Linked DNA regions of Sus scrofa: all the other regions are linked to region 2. Evidence: chromatin contacts called from public HiChIP or PLAC-seq data. All regions are on one chromosome and are shown on one strand. Each heading gives the region's core, a stretch centred on a gene start, on an enhancer-like site or on the middle of the called end of the contact. The rest is flanking DNA. Distances are from core to core; before and after follow the strand shown. Region 1 has its middle 28 kb from the start of INTS6L. Region 2 holds the start of MMGT1 (membrane magnesium transporter 1). Region 3 holds the start of FHL1 (four and a half LIM domains 1).

Region 1 (4,655 bases), core at 2,019-4,518, 180 kb after region 2:
TCACAGACGCCGTATGCCCAAGGGACAGTGAGAGGCAGCAGCGGACGCATGGCGATGACCTCGTCCCATCTGCTTGTGGCCATGGCTCCACTGTTCCATTGGACTTCACTTGCGAGGCACAAGCTTCAAAAAACCGAATGATTCCGAATTTCAGATAAACAACAAGGTCTATAGAATACGTGGCACTGTAGTCAATACGCTGTAATAAATGCTGATAGAAAAGAATATAAAAAAGAATATACACGTGTGCCTGTGTGTACCTGAATCTCTCTGCCGGATGCTAGAAAGTAACACAACATTGGAACTATTCTTCAAAAAAATAAAAAAAAAAAAAAGAATTTCAAGACAGTGTTAGCAGACCAGTAAACCACATGCAAGCCCGAGCACGGAGCCCTGTGCGACCTTAGAGGTCAACGCCAAGGCCACCGGCCCCAATCATAGGGTGCTATGTGTGGACATTTTATTTCAGGCGTGCGCATGCATGTGCACCCTGCAGGCACTGGGGGTGTCCTCAAAGTCTGATGCGTCCCCCCCCCCCACTAGGCGCTGGGGCTTTTTCCAGGAGGAGTGAAGTGATTTTCATTAGAACAGGACTGGGGCCGCGTTATCCCTTAATCCCTGCATCTCATGGTCTGTTAGGACATGACAGACCAGAGTCGCCTTCTGTCCCCAGCAAGCACCCATGACCTTACCCAAAGAGGAGAAACAACTAGCCCTACCTTAGGCTACTTCTGGCCTAAGTTCCTTTAAGCTCAAGCGGCAAAGGAGCTCTTTTCACCGGACACGTAACGCAGGCCAGTCTAGGGGACATGTGACTCCTTAGTAGCTCAGCTCCAAGGAGGCTTTTTCCTGGATCCTCTGTGGGGGCTGGGCAGCAAGACGGGCTTCAGGGATCCACAGAACTGTCATTTCCAGTCCGAACATAGTTGCTTGCCCTTGACATTCATTTCCCAAGAGAATTGAGAAGATACGGAAAATTATACAGAAGGAAACAAAAATTGCTTATTTCCTGTCTTGCCGTCATAACTGCCATGAACATATTTTTTATATCGTCTGCCATTCATTTTTCTATGTGTGTGCACTACAATTAAAGACAAGGGCTCGGGAGTTCCCATCGCAGCTCAGTGGAAACGAACCCAGCTAGGAACCATGAGGATGCAGGTTGGATCCCTGCCCTCGCTCAGTGGGTTAAGGATCTGGCATTGCCGTGAACTGTGGTGCAGGTTGCACACTCGGCTTGGATCCCGCATTGCTGAGGCTGTGGTGTAGGCTGGCAGCTACAGCTCCAATTCGACCCCTAGCCTGGGAACCTCCATATGCTGTGGGTGCAGCCCTAAAAAAACAAAAAGACACACACACACAAAGACCATGGCTCATATTGTGTATAGATATTGAAATCTATTTTTCTTTCACTTAATATTATGATTCAAGAAAAAAGAATTTAAAAAAGAAAAAAAATATTATGAGATTCAGTCCCACTGTCCCTTAATGCTGCACATGTACCCAAAAAAATCTCCCCATCCTTTCCTGCTGTTGTCTATGAAGATATTATCTCTTTAGAGGCATTAAGATTATTGAATCAGCTAAAGTTTAAGCTTTAAACTTAAAGGAAGTTTAGTTCCTAAACTAACATTTAGTTCTTTGTAACCAGGAAGCATTTTTCCCCCACTTGTCAGCTTCCCTCTTAGAGAAGATCCTTATTCTAAATTTCATCAGGAGCTAGAATCAGACTTCTACACTAAGTTCAACTTTTGACCAAAAGAACATATCCCATTGTGACTCATCAGTAATGAACCTGACCAGTATCCATGAGGATGCAGGTTCGATCCCTGGTCTCACTCAGTGGGTTAGGATCCAGTGTTGCCGTGAGCTGTGGTGTGTGGTGTAGGTCACAGATGTGGCTTGGATCTGGCGTGGCTGTGGCGGTGGTGTAGGCCGGCAACTACAGCTCCGATTAGACCCCCAGCCTGGGAACCTCCATGTGCCGTGGGCACGACCCTAAAAAGACAAAAGACAAAAAAAAATAATAATAATAAGTATCAAAACTTTAAACGCAATGCCCGTTAAATCTGTTAAGTAAATGTAAACCCCTGCTTATGTACATCTTTTTCGAAATAAACTTGGCAGCCCTTTGTCCTTTCTTGCCTTTAAAACCTAATTTAGACAATAAGAGTCTCTCTCCTCCTATGTCGGCCTGTACTTCCCTTGGCCTCCTGTCTATTCCCCAACTGGGAAGGCAGCGGCAGTGTTGTATTGATACAGAACTGTGGTTTTTAAAAAAATTTGGATAGCTGAACTACAATAGTAGTGATAAGAAGTAAGTACTCCTGGGAGTTCCCGTCGTGGCGCAGTGGTTAACGAATCCGACTAGGAACCATGAGGTTGCGGGTTCGGTCCCTGCCCTTGCTCAGTGGGTTAACGATCCGGCGTTGCCGTGAGCTGTGGTGAAGGTTGCAGACGCGGCTCGGATCCCGCGTTGCTGTGGCTCTGGCGTAGGCCGGTGGCTACAGCTCCGATTCAACCCCTAGCCTGGGAACCTCCATATGCCGCGGGAGCGGCCCAAGAAATAGCAACAACAACAACAACAAAAGACAAAAAGACAAGGAAAAAAAGAAGTAAGTACTCCTTTTCCTGAATATGACTTTTGAAACACATTTATACAGAAGAAAAATAGTTTCAAAATAAATACTTCAGAGTTCCTTCCCGCTAATATAGGATTTGGCTGATCCCCTTAAACTGAGTTTTCCCCCCTCATCCACCTCTTTCTCTCACTTCTAAGGATCACTACCCAGTTTCCTCCTGAGGGTCAACCCTAGTCAAAGACTTGGGAAGATCCGGTCCTGGTGTAACCCATCATATCCAAACAAGGAAAGACTGTTTGGAGAGGATTATAAGGAAATGCCTCTGACCATATTGTTATCGCAAGAACATTCTAGAATAAATGAGAAATAATGATGGCAACTATCCAAGGATCTCATAGCTCTAGTTATCTGGAGTTTGCAGAGAATGAAAGTCATAGAATGCTGGACTATGCAAATCATCCCATCCTACTACTTCATCTTGAAGACACAGAAACAGATCCAGGAAGTGAAGGGGCCGACTTGAAGGTCACATATCTACTTAGGAGAAGATCTGAAGATAAAAGGCCAAGTTACCTGACCCTGAGTTCAGAACTTTCATCTCTACCAAACTATCTTAAACTGGAAGTTGCTCTACTTGCAAGACGTTATTAGGCTCTAATGTGTGGCAGTGTGTTGAAAGGGAGAATACTGCCACCTGGTGGTGGCAGGTATAATAGGGCCGGGCGGTTGATGAACAAGGAAATCCATTCATTCATTTATTCATTCATTCCGTAAATATTTGCTATCAGCCTGGCTTGTGCAAGCAATATGCTGTGCACTGCGAGGTCTTCTTACCTTAATGGGGCTGACATTTTTTTAAGAGAGGCATTACAAAAAACTTACTCTGTAAGCACAGTACAGAGCTATGCAGGAGTTTAAGGGAAAGACAGCTGAATGCTTTCTGATAGGGATCTGGGAAGGGTGGGGCATGGAGAAAGGACAAGTTCACTTGGCTTTGAAGAACAAATAGCTTAGGGTTTGTTGAAAAGGAGATGAGGCAGAAAATTCTATCCTAGATCTGGCTAAAGATCTAAAGCCTGAGGAGTTCCCATTATAGCTCAGCAAAAAAAAAAAAGGTATCTGACTAGCATTCTTGAGGAGGTGGGTTCGATCCCTGGCCTTGATGAATGGGTTAAGGATCTGTCATTGCCATGAGCTGTGGTTCAGGTTGTAGACATGGCTCGAATCCAGAGTTGCTGCGGCTGTGGTGTAGACCAGCGGCTGCAGCTCCCATTCCACCCCTAGCCTGGGAACCTCCGTATGCCTCAGGTGTGGCCCTAAAAAAAAGAGACAAAAAATAAAAAATAATGAATTAATTATTTGAAAAATAAAACATCAAATTGTACACATTAAATATGTTCAGTTCTTTGCGTATCAATGACACTTCAATAAAGGTGGTTTAAAAAAAAAAAAAGATCTAAAGCCTGAACTCTTTAGCATTATGCTATATAAGCCCTTTGACTGGGTTGGGAATTTAGGGCTAGGAAGTGACATAGGACCTTGAAGGCCATGTTAAATGGTTTGGATTTGGTTGGGTTTGGTCTGTAGGCAATTGGTAGCCATGGAAGGTTTTTAAGAAGGTGGTCTTATGTGAACTGAGCTCTCACCCCCTGCCCCCACCAAAGCACTAAGTGCTTAGAGCATTAGGCCCTGAGAGCAGATCAAAGACGACAGTGCAAAGGCCTGGGTTCCATCAGAAGCTCTGATGGCTGGTAATTATTCTGCAGGTTTAATTGCTCAGAGCCTTTTGCTAAACTCCACTCTGTTACACTTGGTTGGTCAAGTTAAGAGCTGTCAAATCTATTCCCTGAGCTATGGAGTAAACCAAGATTTTCTCAGAAGCTAGCTTTCACTCAAAAATGTTATCATGTGTTTTCTCAGAGGAAGGTTTTACATTGTTTTTTAACTAGGAAAAAATGTAATGTCATTTCCTGATTCCAAAATTTTGTAACATTGCAGAACCGTAGGAGTATTCTCGAAAGTGAAAGTATTGCATAGTCCCAGCCATTCAAAGATAACTATGTTGAGTTTGGT
Region 2 (4,397 bases), core at 1,814-4,313:
TATGGCATATGGATGTTCCCAGGCTAGGGGTCGAATCAGAGCTGCAGCTGTCAGCCTACACTACAGCCATAGCAACACAGGATTCAAGCTGTGTCTGCGACCTACACCACAGTTCGTAGCAATGCCAGATCATTAACCCACTGAGCAAGGCCAGAGATCGAACCTGTGTACTCATGGATTCTAGTCGGGTTTATTACCACTGAGCCACAACGGGAACTCTGAGATCTTTTCAAATGATGGTACATCCCTCCCCACTTCTCTCCCATAATTCATTCATTCATTAGCAAACATTTATTAAATACCTACCATGTGATAGGCAATGTTCTCGGTATAGACAGAAATCTCTGTCCTCTTGGAACTTACATTTCTAGGGGAAGAGAGACAGTAAACCATAACATACAAACATGATAAATTAAATTACAGAGTATATGAGAAGGTGATAAGAAAATAGAGCAGATGAGGGGGATCAGGAATGGGAAGAGTGCAAATTTGAAAGGGTGGTCAGGAGTGGTGTCTAGCAGCAAGTGAGAGGGAGCAAATGGATGCAGCTCAAATGCAGAATTCTGACGGGGTTGAGGGGAAAGGACGGTGCTCATACTTTGCATTTACCCTGTGATATGCAGTTTACAACGTTATGCCAACCAGTCAGGGGGCACCATGAGAGGTGGTGGAGTTTGTTAAAAGAGACAAATTCTATTTCAGCCATATTAAATTTGAAGTGCCAGGATTTCCCGCTGTGGCACAGCAGGTTAAGGATCTGACGTTGTCTCTGCAGTGGCTCTGGTGCTGCTTCCATCCCTGGCTGGATGCAGTGGGATGGGTTAAGGATCCAGCACAGATTTGAGCCATGGCCTGGGAACTTACATATGCCACAGGTGTGGCCAAAAAAAAAAAAAAAAAATGGAGTGCCACATGATAGAAAGAAATGATCAGCAGGTAGTTGGAAATACAAGTCTGGAACTAAGGAGAGACATTTGGGAGACAGATGTCGATTTGGAATCACTAATATTGACAACGGCTGAAAGCAGTGGGAATAAATAGGCAAGCAGGCCAAAGGACAGCAGGGTGTAAAGAGGTCAACATAAAATTGTTGCCGAAACTCAGCCTCTGTTCATTGATGCAGAATAGAAACAAGGAGAAAGTTTTGGGTAAAGGAGAAAAAAATAGCTTTTATTGCTTTGCCAGGCAAAGGAGGCCACAGTGGGCTACTGCCTTGAAGACTGTTCTCCATTGGGAAGAATTGCAGGGAGTTTTATAGTAAAAAGGAGAAAAACAAGGTTCGGGATAAGAACTGGGGTTGAGGACAAATATGCATTCTTCTTTCTTTGTGGGACTCCTTAGTTGGTGGAATTGAGGTTGGTGTCATGAGGTCTCCGCAAGATCCTGGTGGTCTTCTGGGTCGTCGTATCTCGATTTTTCCCAAAATAAAAATACTTTCGGGAGTTCCTGTCATGGCTTGGTGGTTGGTGGATCCAGCTGGGAACCATGAGGTTGCAGGTTCGGTCCCTGGCCTTGCTCAGTGGGTTAAGGATCCGGTGTGGCTGTGAGCTGTGGTGTAGGTTGCAGACGCGGCTCGGATCTGGCATTGCTGTGGCTCTGGCGCAGGCCGGTGGTTACAGCTCCGATTCAACCCCTAGCCTGGGAACCTCCATATGCTGTGGGTGCGGCCCTAGAAAAGACAAAAAACAAACAAACAAAAAAAACTTTTGAAAAGAGCATATTGTTCAGATATTAGGGTAATCTAGGAAAGTCCCCCCCCAAAACATCATGTGCTTAATCTTTGACCCACAGGCAATTGTGCTCAGGGTGCCTAATCTGAAGCTCAGGGGTGATTGTGTTAAGAGTGCAATTAGGAGTTCCCGTCGTGGCGCAGTGGTTAACGAATCCGACTAGGAACCATGAGGTTGAGGGTTCGGTCCCTGCCCTTGCTCAGTGGGTTAAGGATCCGGCGTTGCCATGAGCTGTGGTGTAGGTTTCAGACGCGGCTCGGATCCCGCGTTGCTGTGGCTCTGGCGTAGGCCAGTGGCTACAGCTCCGATTCGACCCCTAGCCTGGGAACCTCCATATGCCGTGAGAGCGGCCCAAAGAAATAGCAAAAAGACAAAAAAAAAAAAAAGAGTGCAATTAAGCCAGGGAGAAGCACAGGAAGGGCTCTAAGCTATTCAATTTTAAACTAGTCATTTCTAAAGAAGCATAAGGAATATAACTTTTCTCTTAGGTGTATGAAGTTCCGATATCAAATTGTCTGTATTTTATGGGCTGAAGACCAAATACACACACACACACATATCGAGAAAGGAGAGTATATTTTATTCTGATCACAGAGGCAGAAGATTGGCCTGTGTTGTTAGCATCCTTTTATTCTTCCCATTTCATTTCTCCCTTATGTAAACTGGTTCTCTTCATGACAGAACGTCCCGCTGGGCTACACTTTGGGCGGGAAGGTACGGACACTTAGAAGGAAACTAACTTTTACCCTCCCCCCGGCCTACCACTTATTTGGGGCTCCAAATCCAGGGTGGTTTTCCTCTACATCCCACCCGCCACCTCGCTTTCACACCCTTGCCTCCTTCCGCAGTGCCGGTTGCCAGAAGGCTGAAATACAGGAAAGGTCGACAGAAAACAAAGAACGCAGCTTGACAAGGGAAAAGCAAAACAAACAAACAACCTCCCCCTGCCCAGGGGTAGGGAGCCAGCACAGACCACCTTTAACACCAGCCCCCAGTGCCCCAATTCCTTTGCCCAGCCCGGAACTCCCCGCAGGCCCCGCCCCCTGCCCCACGGCGCGCGCTCATTTGCTGGCGCCCATCTTCTCCGCTTCCCCATTGATTCGCTCTCGCCTCCTCTTTGATGCCCTCTGCTCAGCTCCGCCCCTCGCAGAGCGGCAGCCCGGCGCAGGCCCGGCTCCTCGCCACTCGCGGACCTTTTTCCGTGTCGCTTTCTCCTTCTTCCCGGCATTCCTGTTTCCGCTTTCTCATGGCTCTTAGCTTTTCCCACCTCTCAGGCACTTCGCGCCCAGGGGTTCAGTGACGTCATCTCTCCGCGCTGCGCGGACACCCGCCGGTGGAGGAAGGAACGGCTCCGCCGCCCTTCGCTTCTTTGTTGGGCTGCTGCTCCTTCGGAGTCATGGCGCCGTCGCTCTGGAAGGGGCTGGTGGGCATCGGCCTCTTCGCCCTAGCCCACGCGGCGTTTTCCGCTGCGCAGCGTAAGTGCCTGGGGGACGGGGACCGCTCCCGTGCGGGACTCCGGGGGCAACGTGTGGGCGCACCCCTGAAGGGAGTGTCGGACCGAGTGTCCCGGGAACGGTCATTTGAGACCTTAGACTTTGGGGTGAGTGTGAGAAGCAGTACAGGGCTCCCCGGTGCAAGGCTTTCAGTGTGAGTTAGAGGAGAGTGGGGCACCTGGGATTGCAGCAGGATTGGAAGGGGGTGTTGGGGAGAGGGCTCAGCACGGGACCGGCGGGCTGCAGGATGGGCAGAGAGGAAGTCTATCCGAGAATTCGAAACAAGTGATGTCAGATCCAGCGTGGGGCTGATCAGACAAAGTGTCAGACTGAGGATCTCGGATGCTCACGGCCCCATGACAACTAGATGGACAACATCTTGGGCACTCCTGGGCTGTCCAGGCACACTGAGAAGTTAGGTGACCATTTGCCTCAGGGAGGCACTGTGATCCAGGGCGAAGAGCACTGAACTGGGGGATTGGAAGGCTGGTTCTTAAAAACTTGCTTTACCACTAAATCCGTGACCTTGGGCACATCATATCCCTTCCCTGAAGTTTCATTGAGGTGGATTTTAATTCGTGCCCTGTCTATGTCAAAGAGCGATAGGGAAGTTTAAGTGAAAAAAAAAAAAAGTAAAAGTACTTTATCATACGCATACAATTGTGAGGTCAAGAAGAAACCTGGAGTCCAGCAGAGGATGCAGTGCAGTCTTGAGACGGTTGATCTGTTTTGAGGTCTTCTCTCCTAGACCAGGAGCTAGCCATCTCTGGCATGTGGGCCAAATGCGGCCTCCCTCCTGTTTTTGCAGGGAGCTAAGAATGCTTTTAGACTTTTAATTTGTTTTGGAAAAAACAAAGGAATATCATTTTATGATCCATGACAGTTATATAAAATCCAGGTTTCACTGTCCATCAGTGAAGTTTTATGGGCACACAGCCACACCCATTCATTTGGGTATTGTCTGGCCGCTCACTAAGGGCAAAGTTGAGTAGTTGCAACAGATAATAATATCTGGTCCTTTACAGGAACAGTTTGCTGACCTCTTTCCTAACCTATAGAACCCATGAGGACAGAGACAATGTATATTTTGTTTATTTCTGTAATTTCATGCCTAGCACAGTGTTCTCCACTGTAGGTATTTAAGAACTTGAATGAAGGGAACAAATTCAGAGTT
Region 3 (4,774 bases), core at 1,741-4,240, 200 kb before region 2:
AGAGGGGCCTATGCAGACCTCAGTTATCTCCAAAATCGTTTTGGCTTTCGATTTAATCATGTACACATACAGGAAATACAATGTTACAACTTTTTTTTTTAAACTATAAACCTCATTAGAGAAGATCCAATTTGCATTTAATCATCTTGTTTCTGGTTTTGTATATATTCGCTCATGTTTTCCTGCTAATCTTCATTTCTCCCCGCCTGCCCAGATGGCTCAAAATAAAGACGATTTAAGGAAAAAGTGAATTATTACGACCAGGTAGCGTTTTTCTAACTGCATTTTCCCTGAGGGGTGTGATGTACAGTGTAAACAATGAGCAGTCGCTCAAATCGGGAAAAAATGCCCGTTACGTCTGGTCTGTTAATTGCTCAGTCCAACCCAGCAGTACATTAGTCACTCTGCGTATAGGTACTGGCTCCCAAGGAAAGGGTACACTGCTTTCCCGAGCACACTCAGCAGACAGAGAACCAAGCCTTGGCGGGGGAAGCCTCAGCGGGGGAAGGGGAGGCGCCCGACGGGCTGGGGATTGAACACCTAAGCGGCTGCCACGGGGCGGGCTCAGGAGACCCGCGAAAAGGGGCCGGTCAGAGAATTTCGCCGAACACCGCCAAGTGTTTTTCCCTTACAAACAGACCGTTGTTAACAACTTGCCTCCTACGCTGTGTTAGGAAAACACCGCAAGTCTCCTGCGGGCGGCTGGTGGCAGGTGACACTGGCCTCCGGGGTCCAAGCCCCGCCCCCGCCCCGCCCCGTCCAGGGCCGCTCGGTGCTGACACGGGGCGGGCCGAGCAGGGCACACACTGGCAGCAACATGTGTTTTCGGTTTCTCGGGCGAAGCGGCAGGCCGTCCGCTAGTGGTCACGGCAAGTACAAAGCCTTCAGTGTCACCCTCGCCCAAGTCTTCCGTTATTTTAGGACGCGGTCCCCCGGGATCGCGCCCCCAGCCCAGCACACCCCCCCACGCTGGCCCCCGCCAGGCCGGCCTCGACGTGAAGGGCCAAAGGGTAAAGGAAGGCCCTCTGTAGACAGTAAGGATCAAGGCTCGCCCTTGAAACATCCTCTCTGGATGCGGACGGCCCCTAAAAATGGATTCTGACCTATCCGATTCTGCAAGCCTCTACCCTGTCCACACAAAGTCCACTTCAGGGCACTTCTCTCTCATCTGCTCTCACGGACCTATTGAACCTAACGCGACACAAGATGCTAGCTCCTGATTTTAAAAATCACCTAGAAGGTGTCAGCAATTTGTCTAATTTCGTTACAGTTACAGCCTCCAGATTTATAGAAGAATAACGTCAGGATGTGGTATAGTTTCAAAATCCAAGGTTGGGCGTGTTATAAACATGTCACCTTTGAAACAGATTTCCTTATCCTGTCATTTAATTAGTAAATAAAACGGGCAGTTCCTCTACCAGTTAACCTGCGTCCAAGGTCCACTGGAACAACTGGTACAGCCGGCTAGTTTGTCTACACCCAGAGCTTGCGGACGTTGGCCGATTAGATTAGCACAGTCTCGGGCCTGTGGTGCCGAGCTGGTACAATGGCTCCCGGGTGGAGGAAGAGACAGCAGGCAGCTCGAGAGCCTTGGGAACAAGGAGGACAAGCGGACAGGCGGACCAAAGCAGCGCATCCCACGGCAGCACGCTTGGTTCAAACCCCGACAGAGAAATCTGACCCAGTACTGCCTTTATCTAAACAGCCCAGTACTGCCTTTATCTAAACAGCCACAGGCAACACTCAGTTCTCAAAACTGTTGTTTCCAAAAGACTGCCACTGAGAATGACATCGACCCTTCATCTGAAAGCTGAGAGATGGGCCGAAGTGCCTGGCTGCTAAGAAAGGGGACCGTTCCTTAGCAAGAGGGCCACAGAGCCACAGCGACAGTCCTGGCTTGGGAGGAGCGAGGCAGCAGGCTGAGCCCAGAGACCTGCCCGCCCTGCAGCCCTCGGGCCCCGTCCCCCGGGGGTCTGGTCCACGCCAGAGGCTTCCTCCACGTCAGGGCATCAAACGAGAGGGAGACTCTTGGGGCACCGACAGTCTAGAGGGTCCGCAGCTTTGCCCTGTTTTCTGATCAGAAGACTTGGGGGGCTACGTGTCACAGCCGAAGGCTCCCGGCTGTGTGTCCGGGAGGACCAGACACAGGGCCCTTCCGAGGAGAAGAGGGCCTTAGGGCAGCACGGACTTTGCGTTATCAGTCTTCCTTCTTGCAGCTCCATGTTCCACGGCTGACCTTTTCTAAACATTGAAATTCGGTTTAAAGCACTGTCAAGATGAAGATCTGTATCTTACAAATAACCCCCAAACTGCGAACAGTCACGACGAAAACCTCTTTCCTCACCCAATCGCTTCCAGCCTCCCAGACGTCCTGCCAAAGGGCTCTGGAGCAACGTGTTTACATGTTTTCAAGAAATAAGCTACTCGAGCTGTTGACTTTACCTGAACAAGATCTCTTTTGTCCCGGAAACAGCATTAGAGGGAGGCAAGGCCTGAGCAGAGAGGAGCTACGGCTCTGTTACTATTTAGACAGGACTGAAATCACGTCACCCAAAAATATCTCTTAAACAAAGGTCGGACGCGGGGCCCTCGGCACCCTGTGCTCCGAGAAGCCGGGGCCGCCCGGGGCCGCCGCCGCCGCCGCGTTTACCTGCATGTCTGTGGGAGGCCATGGCTCCGCCAGCGAGTCCCAAGCCGCACCTGGAGCCACTGTCCCCTGGGCCCGGCTGATAAGGCTGCGGCTCCGTTGTGAACATACATTTAAGGGGAAGCGGTGAACACGAAAATAACCGAGAGCAGATGGCCCACCCTCCCCAGAGATCGCAACCTTAATCCCACTCGAAAATTCTTAACCATTTTAGGTGATCCAAGGGAGAAGAATAGGACCCAGTAAAAATACCAAACACTACATATAAATACCTGTGGGGCTACTCAGCATCCAAATTAGCTCCAGAGCCAGAGAGGCCGCAGAGAAAGTGATCCCTGTACCGGAATAAAATTTGGACGCGGCCGTGGCATACCTCAACGCTGAGCCACCCCATTAATCTACTTTATACGCCCGATGAGCTCGCCCGCGGGCCCCGGAAGGACGCGAGTTTGTGCTGCTACTGGTCAAAGTAACTGTACGAGACAGACCGCCGGCGGCAGCGGGGGAAAGACGCACTGGACCCGAGGGCCACACAGGTCGAGGGCACGGCCCGTGTCCTCCTGGGTCTGTCCCGGAGGTTGGCAGGATCCTGAAAAGAGCACCCCTCCTGAGTGCCAGACAGGGCGGGCCCGGAGGGGCAGACACACGCACGCACCTGCTAGTACACGAGGAAGAGACCGTGTCCCACAAACGCAGCCCCTTGCTTTCCACTGTCAGGGACGATGAAAGCAGAAACGGGGACGGAAACACCGTGACCCCAACGGGCCATGCGATGGCTGGAGACGGGGCCCCAGGAGGAGCCGTGGGCGCCCCCGCCCGGGCCGTGCCCTGCGCCCTCCTCACCCGCCCCACCCCAGGGTACCCGCCCCCGGCAGCCGGGCCCTCCGCCCCGGGCCTCGCGCTGGCTCCTCTGCTTCCTCCAGGCTTGGCTTCAGGTCACTTTCTCGGGCCATCTTCCCCAGCCACCCCGCCGAACGCTGCCCCCACTGCCCCCAGCTTCCTCAGTGACTCCGTGTGGAAAAACCAAATTCCACAACTTGAAAAGGGTTTGCCAAGCCTCACATAAAAGTGAAACACAGTCCCACCCAGAACCCTACAAGTGGCTTCCGCCACTGAACATCAAGGAGTGTAGACAACCCTGACTCGGGGGCCAGGGCCATGCTTTCCTCGTCTTCTGTCCCCAGGCCTGGCCGGTGAGCCATACCCGCTTCAGCAACGGATGCCAGACTCTGAGGACGCCTGTGCCCTTCCACTGTCTCACGGGAAGTTATTCTAAAGACAGCCCGGACTGCCAGGAGCTCCCAGTTAGCAGAAGGTAACAGCACCCTCAAAGCCAGGATGCTACAGGCAGATTTATCACACAGTAGTGCCCCCAAAAAGCCCGGAGAGAGAAAGGCCTCTTTCCCAGCTGGGCTGACTGCGCGAGAGCAGGAGACTGGCCAGTATGAACAAGGCCTTGCTCCTAAAACAAATGAGACTTTGCACCCAGAGGAAAGGCTCCTATTTTATTAGATGCTTAACCCTGATAAACACTAAATTTTCCATTTAGTGAGGTAAACGCTGGGTTAGGGCCAAGGCGCTTTTAATGGCCCCCCTCGCAGGGCTGCAAACAACAAGCAGAGCGCGTGGCCTCGGGAGGTCTACTCCCAGCAAGCAGACGCGTCCCTTTAGCCAGCTGAGCACTGCGAAAGGTGACAACGGAATAGCAACGGGCTGGAGTTCCCAGGTGGCTCAATGGGTTAAGGATCCGGCATTGTCGCTGCAGCGGTTCGGGTCCCTGTTGTGACACCGGTTCAATCCCTGGCCCAGGAAATGTTTTAGCAAAAAGCCTAAGTCGATTTTGCCTAAAACCCAAGAGAAAACACAACAGACCTGCTTCCTGCCCATCAATTCATCAGTCACCTCTGACAGGCCAGTGTGAGCTGGGCCTCGGCATTTATTCGGTCGGTGACTTTCACCAACCAGGCCAACCGTGCCTTCGCAAAACTGTATGAGGTGTGGCCACGCCTGCTCTGACACCTGTCCCCACTGCCCATGTCCCCTCGTCACACAACTACACAAAAGCGAAACAGGGAAGACAGGTCCTCTGCCAGGTGAAAATCAGTTCTTCAGTAAGGAAAGCTGGCA

Evidence for each region. HiChIP or PLAC-seq counts read pairs in DNA pulled down with a chosen protein or histone mark.
Region 1: a contact with region 2 is called in an H3K27ac HiChIP or PLAC-seq map of alveolar macrophages. The contact joins the enhancer-like site here to the promoter of MMGT1 in region 2. A contact is called at or near these places in 2 of 5 promoter capture datasets (fetal liver and liver), 5 of 47 Hi-C or Micro-C datasets (blood, fetal liver, liver and 2 more) and 1 of 2 datasets of contacts at active chromatin or transcription factors (alveolar macrophages).
Region 3: a contact with region 2 is called in an H3K27ac HiChIP or PLAC-seq map of alveolar macrophages, with 4 times the contacts expected there. The contact joins the promoter of FHL1 here to the promoter of MMGT1 in region 2. A contact is called at or near these places in 1 of 5 promoter capture datasets (liver) and 1 of 2 datasets of contacts at active chromatin or transcription factors (alveolar macrophages).

What each region holds. Positions count from the first base shown.
Region 1 is chrX:110,981,719-110,986,373 of Sscrofa11.1, reverse strand. No RefSeq gene overlaps it. Among named protein-coding and RNA genes, the nearest start is that of INTS6L, 28 kb to the left of the region's middle. Within about 2 kb of position 3,268, at least 2 of the 83 cell types and tissues checked have an H3K27ac peak or open chromatin away from gene starts, as enhancers often do. A contact at or near this core is called in alveolar macrophages, where this site is marked.
Region 2 is chrX:111,156,964-111,161,360 of Sscrofa11.1, reverse strand. MMGT1 (membrane magnesium transporter 1) reads left to right here and starts at 3,063. Exons shown (of 4, transcript NM_001243208.1): 1 at 3,063-3,205. The coding sequence starts at 3,127.
Region 3 is chrX:111,354,454-111,359,227 of Sscrofa11.1, reverse strand. FHL1 (four and a half LIM domains 1) reads right to left here and starts at 2,990. Exons shown (of 6, transcript NM_214375.1): 1 at 2,651-2,990. The coding sequence starts at 2,672.